2 separate regions of the Bombyx mori genome follow, and region 1 is linked to region 2. A link is a contact called in public Hi-C data. All regions are on one chromosome and are shown on one strand. The core of a region is the stretch at or near the end of the contact, and the rest is flanking DNA. Distances in the headings are between cores, read along the strand shown.

What was found. Hi-C and Micro-C count contacts between places; a contact is called where the count stands out from the background.
Region 1: a Hi-C map of midgut shows a contact between it and region 2, with 1.9 times the contacts expected there. The contact joins the promoter of LOC101746716 here to the enhancer-like site in region 2. A contact is called at or near these places in 2 of 7 Hi-C or Micro-C datasets (midgut and whole pupa).

The regions. Positions count from the first base shown.
Region 1 is chr18:8,322,213-8,326,244 of ASM3026992v2, reverse strand. It overlaps LOC101746716 (mucin-2), which reads right to left and starts at 2,396. Exons shown (of 3, transcript XM_012692195.4): 1 at 626-2,396. The coding sequence starts at 1,657.
Region 2 is chr18:8,250,537-8,254,699 of ASM3026992v2, reverse strand. It overlaps LOC134200605 (serine/arginine repetitive matrix protein 1-like), which reads right to left. Exons shown (of 3, transcript XM_062673786.1): 3 at 2,371-2,415. The coding sequence ends at 2,371. Among protein-coding and RNA genes, the nearest start is that of LOC134200605, 8.7 kb to the right of the region's middle. Within about 2 kb of position 1,494, at least 3 of the 8 cell types and tissues checked have open chromatin away from gene starts, as enhancers often do.

The DNA.
Region 1 (4,032 bases), core at 1,147-3,646, 71 kb before region 2:
CGTGTCTATTTTATATGAATCGCGTATATGTTACATTATTTAAAATTATTTTTATTTTATATTTGGTTATACGTTTAATGATAGGCTACCGAAAATAAAGGCCGGTGTACTGGTGCCAAGTTATTCCGGAGTTAAAGCTCTGCAAGGAGATATCAACTTATATAAGTAAATTCATACTACTTTCAGAATGAAGTATAGAAAGATAAACTATATTATTATATACCACCAATCTTTCGATTTCTTGCAGCGAAGTAGTCATACGATATGGTTGGAAGGTTTGGATAGTCTCTTATCAATAAAATTGAGACTTTGACCCGTGATTTTAAACCACATATCCATAAACTCCGGTAACCACTTAACACTAGGTTGGTCCTGAGCTTATATGACCATCTAAAGGAATAACATACCTACGAAAGAAACGCCTACCTAAGAAAAATGTAAGTAGGTACGTACTATAAAGCGTTGCATAAGAATGAAACTACACTTTATTCTCAATCATTCCAGTTTACAAGTTGCATAATATTTTTTTATGGAAACATAAACGTAATCCATATTCTACAAATGTAGAAACCATTGGTGTTTATGCTAGTAAAAGTCTAAGACGTATTCCTACAATAATACTTACCGTCCATTGGAAATACGAAGAAGGATCCACGAAAGGCCACCTGGCTCCGTACCAATTGTCTTCGTTAGCTTTAGATACGGTGATTTCATCAGAATTTGACGCTGCAGGATCGGCACCAGGCTTTAGAGGTGGTAACGAAAAAACTTCGTCAACTTCTAAAGATTCTTTGAATTCCTCGTCATCATCTACAGATAACATCGTGTCCTTTAAATCATCCAAACTCGATATTTCAGTAGTTGCAGGAAACTCTGAAGTTACCGGTGATCGCATTAAAGTTGTTTTGGTTGAAATAAGAACATCATCAAACATTTTAACACTCTGTGTGGATTGCTTTTCGGTTGGCTTAAATGTTTGCGTGTAGTCTCTAACTAAGTTACTAAGTGTAAATGGTTCAGCTGTGATAGTTGGTCGTATTATTATATCCTTCTCCCAAGTTTTCATTGAAATTGTATTAGGTAACATACTGATATCACTGGAAGTTGTTGCAGCTGGCTGCGTCGGGTCATGTTTCGCAGAGGCTACTGGCGGAACGGTTGATGAAGACGTTGAACTCTTCCAAGACCTTAAAGCAGGCATTGTCCAAGGCGGAGTGGTAGCTCTTTCACCGGCTCCAGTAGAGGAAGTAGTGGAGACGATTGTTGACGTTTCTAATTCTGTTTTTGCCATTAAAGTAGAGATTACTTGCGGTAGCACTTTAAGATCTTTCTTTCGCGATTTTGCCATTTCTCTGCCGGCCGGTGCATTTGGAGATATAGTGACTATATCACGATGCTCTTGTTGTGTTCTTCGAGCGTACAGCGCACCGTTCAATATGTAAAGCGGAACTGCTGCCAGCCCTAACGCTATTATCACACCGAAAATTACCAAGAAGACATATTTCACTGTAGATTTCCTACGCGATCTTCGAATGTGGATGGATGGGCTATAGTCCCGACCTTTCCCTTTTAAGCCGCTGTTATTTAACACTTCTTCCGTTTGAGGGAGAATGGTATATTGTAAACTGTTTTCGCCATGTCTAACCGTTTTGTACATTTTGGTGCAGAGAATATACACAAAAATAACACTACTTTAGGATTATGTATTATTGCGATACCGAAATTCAATCACATGCTCAGCTCAAAAAATAATATCAAAGGAAGCTTTGTAAGATTTTAACTCGGTTCCGCAAGACATCAACGTCCAGAAATGTCGGCACGAGACATCACAGCTAGTCGCGCTTTGTGCTGTGTTGTAACCTGCTCTTTTCGAGGGGAACACAGCGCAGGCGCGATAACATCGAGCGGCGCGATTCTCCCTATCGCTGAACGACTCGTTGGCCCCAAATCTTTGAGGTTATAACAATTAAAAGCCGGCTTCTTTATCGTGATGCTCTATAATAACAACAACATTGTGAACTCATTAAATAGTGTTACCCTTGTTATTGCCAGAGCTATGATGCATTATACACCTTTTTTTAATAACAAAAACCTGTTTGCCTTTTCTGTTGAATAAGTCGCAAAAAGGGCTATCGAAATAATCGAAAACCGATAAGGGTCAGTTGTGTAATGTAGCGTGTCAGAATTTGAGTGGAGCCGATTGCGTGCAGGCTTTTTTGTACATTTGTTGAGACTACTCAAGCTGTAGTACATGTTTTAAGATTTCCTTAACGTAGGTACTGACGACAATATATAACTTCGATTTTAGTACATACATTTGAGTTCCATTGATATATTTGACCCATAGACACAGCCCACTGAGTTTCTCGCCGGATCTTCTCAGTGGGTTGCGTTTCCGATCCGGTAGTAGATTCTGCGAAGCACTGCTCTTGCTAGGGCCAGTGCTAGCAACACTCCCGGTTTGAGCTACGTGAAATAGCCTTTCGAGGCTATCAGCATAGGTAGAAAAAAAAAAGATATATTAAATGAGTTAAACTCCTGGTATAATTTGTAAATAAACATTCAGATCTGGTTTCCATTATAACATTTCCCAATTTCGTCTTTAAGAGAAAGAAAATTTAGTAAATCAGATCTAGAAATATATTGCTTGTTAGATTTGAAAATAATTTGTCTATATTTTAAAAACCAAACACGCTAACAATGTTGAGCTTTGTTTCACAATTCTTCCTTCTGCGGAGAACTTGTAGAACTAGTTTAAATTGGTGCGTAGCTAATGGTCTAGGGCTTTTTCAAGTTACGTACCAATTGAAGCAATCGCTCTATTTAGACGAATTGACGAAATTATGCAGCAGCTCAAATTCTATGTTGAGATATTATTCCACAAAAAATGGTATGTTAAAACTAGTTTTGATTACTATTACTATTAAATGCTTCAATTAATGCAATGGCCAATTTTTATTCCCACAATCAGTTATATAACTCAAGCATTCAAATACATAATAGACCGGCCACGAATAAATTCTCAATCAAGTTTAGAAAAAAGTCTACAAGCTGTTCGCATTAACATGTTTTTGCGGTCGGTCAAACATCGAACACACCATACGAATACTAATTCACTCGACCTTGAACAGAATCACGTTTCATTTCGAAATTGGTTTGTGAATGCGATATTTTTAGAATAAAAGTAAAAAGACAACGAATGAGCGAAATAAAAGGGTTGGTCGGCCGGTTGGACATTTTTTCTACTTATAGCACCGAGAGAATTTTTAGCAAAATCTTAACCTTGCTTGGATCTTCTGATCAGAGTGTAAAACTTGAATTGTACGCATACTTCAAATATTACTTTTTAACTTTTTTTTTTAAAGTAGTACCTCAATTGAAATTTATAAACATTGGTCGAAAGACGTCTCAATAAATAGATTTACTAGATTCTAGATTACGTATGTTCGGGCTAAGTCTCGTAGCGTTTTTAAATGTACAATAATTGACTGGGTGGTCTATGTATACATTTTTTTGTTGTTGTTGCTTAGATGGGTGGACGAGGTCACAGCCTACCTGGTGTTCAGTGGTTACTGGAGCCCATAGACATCACGCAAATGCGCCACCCACGAAATAGGAAGGGTGGTGGTACCTACCCGCGCGGACTCACAAGAGGTCCTACCACCAGTAAAAACCAACTTAGCTTATGAAGTAAAGTTTAATTAAAGTATCGTGTCTGACTGAACAAAAAGTTATGCAAAAAGAAAATTTTCGCGGACGATTTACTACGATTTTAGTAATTGTCAAATAAAACGAGATCTTTATGGAATTCGTAAAAGTTCGTGAGAATGCCATTAAAATATTTCCATAAAAAAGGGCTCATTGAAATTTAATATTTTTATGTAGCTTTTTGAGGATCCACAAAGAAGTGGACGTCTTTTGACAGAAAACGTTAAGAATGAAATTTTAAGATTTAAGGGTACGTGGATCAAGAAGGTTACAGGATTTTGATTTATACGAATCGCAGAATCTCACGGAGAAACTGAAGAAGTT
Region 2 (4,163 bases), core at 245-2,744:
TGTTTTTTTTAATTACGCAAATTATAATTTTTGCGGGTCTGACTTTTATTACACAATTTTATTCCGTCATTATGGAAATCATTCGTTATATGCGTACATATTTTATTAGAAAACTTGGTGCCTGCCTGCGGGATTTGAACGCCGCCATAGTTTCATCTACTATACTACTACGCCATACTTCACTACGCCACGACGACTTCAGAAGTAGAAGTAGTGCAATAAACTTTAGCGATTTTTTTTCCTACCTAAGCTGATAGCCCTGAGAGGCTATTTCAGCGTAACTTTAACTAGTAGGTGAGCTCACGGGGCTCAAGCCGGAGTGATGCTAACACTGACCCTAGCAAGAGCAGTGCTTCGGAAAATCTACCACCGGATCGGAAACGCGACCAACTGAGAAGATCCGGCGAGAAATTCAGTGGGCTATGTCTATGGGCTTTAGCGATATCTATATACAGCGATATGTTATAAAAGCGATCACGGTCACCTTGGACTGCTACTGCTCCTCTTTATACGACATTGCCGTGTACTGGTTTGCGTATTGGCATAAGTAAACAATGTAAATATAGCAGTTACTATGTATAATAGAAGTTAGAGTTTGACGTATGTATATATAAACTATCTTACTTTGTTTCTGAATTGCTTAGACCAGTTTTATGGTTTTTTTAAAGTCGTTTCAGGGAATAATAAAGAAAATACTGTATTTCAAATACTGTTTGATAAAATCTGTATTTAAATAACAAAGTCGTAAACATGTTTTTGTCTCTTCATTCGTATACGTTAATCACAATGGCTGAATCAATTTGTAGTGTGGTTTTCAATGACGTATTAACGATGAACTGATACCACGCTAAATATTACGCATTTAGCATTTGTTTCATTTAAAGAAGTGGTAAAAAAAATGTTCTTTTTTTATTTCTTTATTGCTTAAATGAATGGGCAAGTTCACGGCCCGCCTGGTATTGTTACCGGAGCCCACAGAAATTTACACACATAAATGCCGCCATCCACCATGAGACATGACTTCTAAGTAAGCTTTTACAGTACAACGGCTGCCCCACCCTTCAAACCGAAACGCATTGGTGCTTCACGGCAGAAATAGGCAGGGTAGTGGTACCTACTTTGGTCAACTCACAAAACGTCCTACCACTAGTAATTACGCAAATTATAATTTTGCGAGTTTGATTTTTATTACACTTAGTTACTTCAAATAATTAAACATACTTAAGTCATATTACTGAACATGTTAGCTAGTATGAGCTCGCCCAAAATTAATATACGAAATAATGCTTTTAACTCGAGCAATCTATACAAAAGTCCCAAACGATTCGCCTTAAAAATCGCCGTATCGCGAATTCGAATATTCATTACAAAAAAAAATCGACACAGTTCGGTTGCCGCTTTGCACTAGTTTTGGCTGTGCGGTGATTAGAACCATTCGAACGACTTCCTATTGTGCTTGTAAGTGTGTAAGTAAGGCAGTGGTGTGGTGCTGAGCTATTATCTAATAGTGAAAGTGTGAGTGTGTGCGCGCGGTGACGTAACCACTCACAGCTCAGGCGCCAACGGCTCGCTCCACTCTCACTGCCCGACGATCCGAGGCTGATATTCAAGTAAACAACTAGGAAGTTACAAGTAGATGTTTATTAATCTGAACTGTCACCTCAGGAAAGGTAGACGGCAAACGTCCCAGACGAAGCAGTCCCACGAGATGGTCGGACCAAATACGATCTTATCTAAACATCAACTTCCACGATGCCCTTCATGAAGCTAAGGATCGCAGCAGATGGAGGGAAATCGTGATGTAGCGGGGGAGTCACGACACTCAGTAATGAGGAAAACGACGCGAGGAGGAGGCACCTCATGCTGCCTCGCGTTAAGCTGCTAACGGAGCCTTAAAGCATCGACGGATCGTCTGTACTTAAAAGGCACCAAAAAATCTAAATGTGTGTTGTAAATTGTAAACTTTTGCAGTGGTCTGGCGTCTTGACGTAGATTTTACTTATTAATTTGATTCTAAAAATCACAGATTTTTATTTGTTTTATCATTTTACCGTGCGGCAAGAATCGAATACCTACTGAGCTCTAACACTTCAACACCGATGCTTGTGTTGTCAAACCAAATCAAAGGACATCTCTGGTGGATTTAGAATGCGAACATTCTAGATGACGGAGATGTCTTTCAATGAAAGCGGAGAAAAATCCTTTCACCTAGAGAGATACACCTACCCAGTTCTAAGCAAAAAGGTAGCTCTAAAGCTAACCTCTAGTCTTAAACGATGCACAAATATCCTTCTGTGTCATTGTATAGTTGAATTTACGTTGAAGAAACAAGGAAACGTAAAATTACCTACATTTATTCAGCTAAGATATTCAGATAAGCGCGTTGAAGTCTTTTGACCGAGACGGTTTACTTGCCTGTTTACATAATAAAACACCGAATTTACATAAGAACTCGAATAATACAGAGCATTTAAAAACTGCTTAATAATGTACCTGTTTAAATTGTTTATTGACGCGTTACGTTTTAAAGAAATTTAATTCTTAACATAATATAAAAGTACATTTCCTTGTCGAACTGAAAATTGATATGGTTTGCGTCAGAAGTTATTCAATAAAAGTGAGTGCGTGTCTGGTTACGAATAACGAAGGGTTCTGTAGTTGGAATAAAAAAAATTTCGTAACTCTTTCAGTCGCTTGTATCAAGATGATAAACAGCGTGTAACTAAAACACATTTTTCTCTAGGTACAACAACTCGTCCGAACATTTTTTTTATTTTTTGCTTAGATGGGTGGACGAGCTCACAGCCCACCTGGTTTTAAGTGGTTACTGGAGCCCATGGACATCTACAACATAAATGCGCTACCCACCTTGAGATATAAGTTCTAAGATCTCAGTATAGTTACAACGGCTGCTCCACCCTTCAAACCGAAACGCATGCTTCACGGCAGAAATGGGCAGGGCGGTGGTACCTACCCGCGCGGACTCACAAGAGGTCTTACCACCAGTAAACTACATATTTATTTCGTCGACACTTTACACCTTTTTCCGAATAAACATTTAGATTGGTATGATAGCTTTAGAAATCTGTATTACCAATTGTCGATAGATAGATAGATAGACAAAAAAATATTTAATAACAAAAATTTTTAACCCAATAAAGGATGGCTTACACAAAACTAAAAACTAAAACTAAAAGTAATATTACGTTTTAATCTCGCGTTTTTTATTGTAATTATAATATTTCTACAATTTCGATTTCTTTACAGTTTTCGTGGACACGGACGACTAAGGTATTATTCGTTGACATTTGAATATTGTGCTAACTACCTTCTATTTTTTTGTAATATCTTCTATATTTATATCTTTAACATTTACGTTTCATTGTACACAGAACGAACTAATAGTATCTTCAGATCTGGCAGTTTGTTTGACTTGGGTTTTCATTTTCACAAAGCTATGATTATAAATCATTCACACACTTATGAGTACTTCAATTAATCTCCCAGCTATTCTGCTGTAGTCACACGCTTCAATTAGAATCACGGAAAAGATCTTGATACAATAAAATTGACTTCACGAAGACAATGAATGTTTTTATTTTTATTTCATAGGCGTTTGGATGAACTCTTGGCACGTCTGGTATTAAGTAGTTATCGGTTATAGGACATCACAACGTTATTACCATGACCCACCAATATTCCATAATGTTCCTAGAGCTAGAGAGTTCCATTGACTGCATTATTAATTCACAATATAGTTTTTAGCGACGGTTTGCCAATAGCATTACGCGTTACGCGACAGATTTGACTAAAAGTTGAAGGTTTCCTTTTTTTTGCATTTGTCCACGGAATCCAAAAATTTTTAATCCGCAATTATCTTTCTTAATACTCCAAATTGCTGCGAATGTATTTTTGTTAACACCCGCCATGACGTGAAGTCGTAAATTCAAATTGTTTTGTCGCTGGTTCGTTATTTCAATTTTTTTTAAATACATATAGGAATTAATTTGCATCCGTAACAAGGTTTAATTTTTTTGAAAATAACTAAGAGCCTTCGACAACAGCAACGTGTTTAATTTTAGTGAGTGTTACGACATAGGAAAAAACCTATACAATTTACGTATTTTATTTCAATACTTTGCTGATATATTTAAACTGATGAG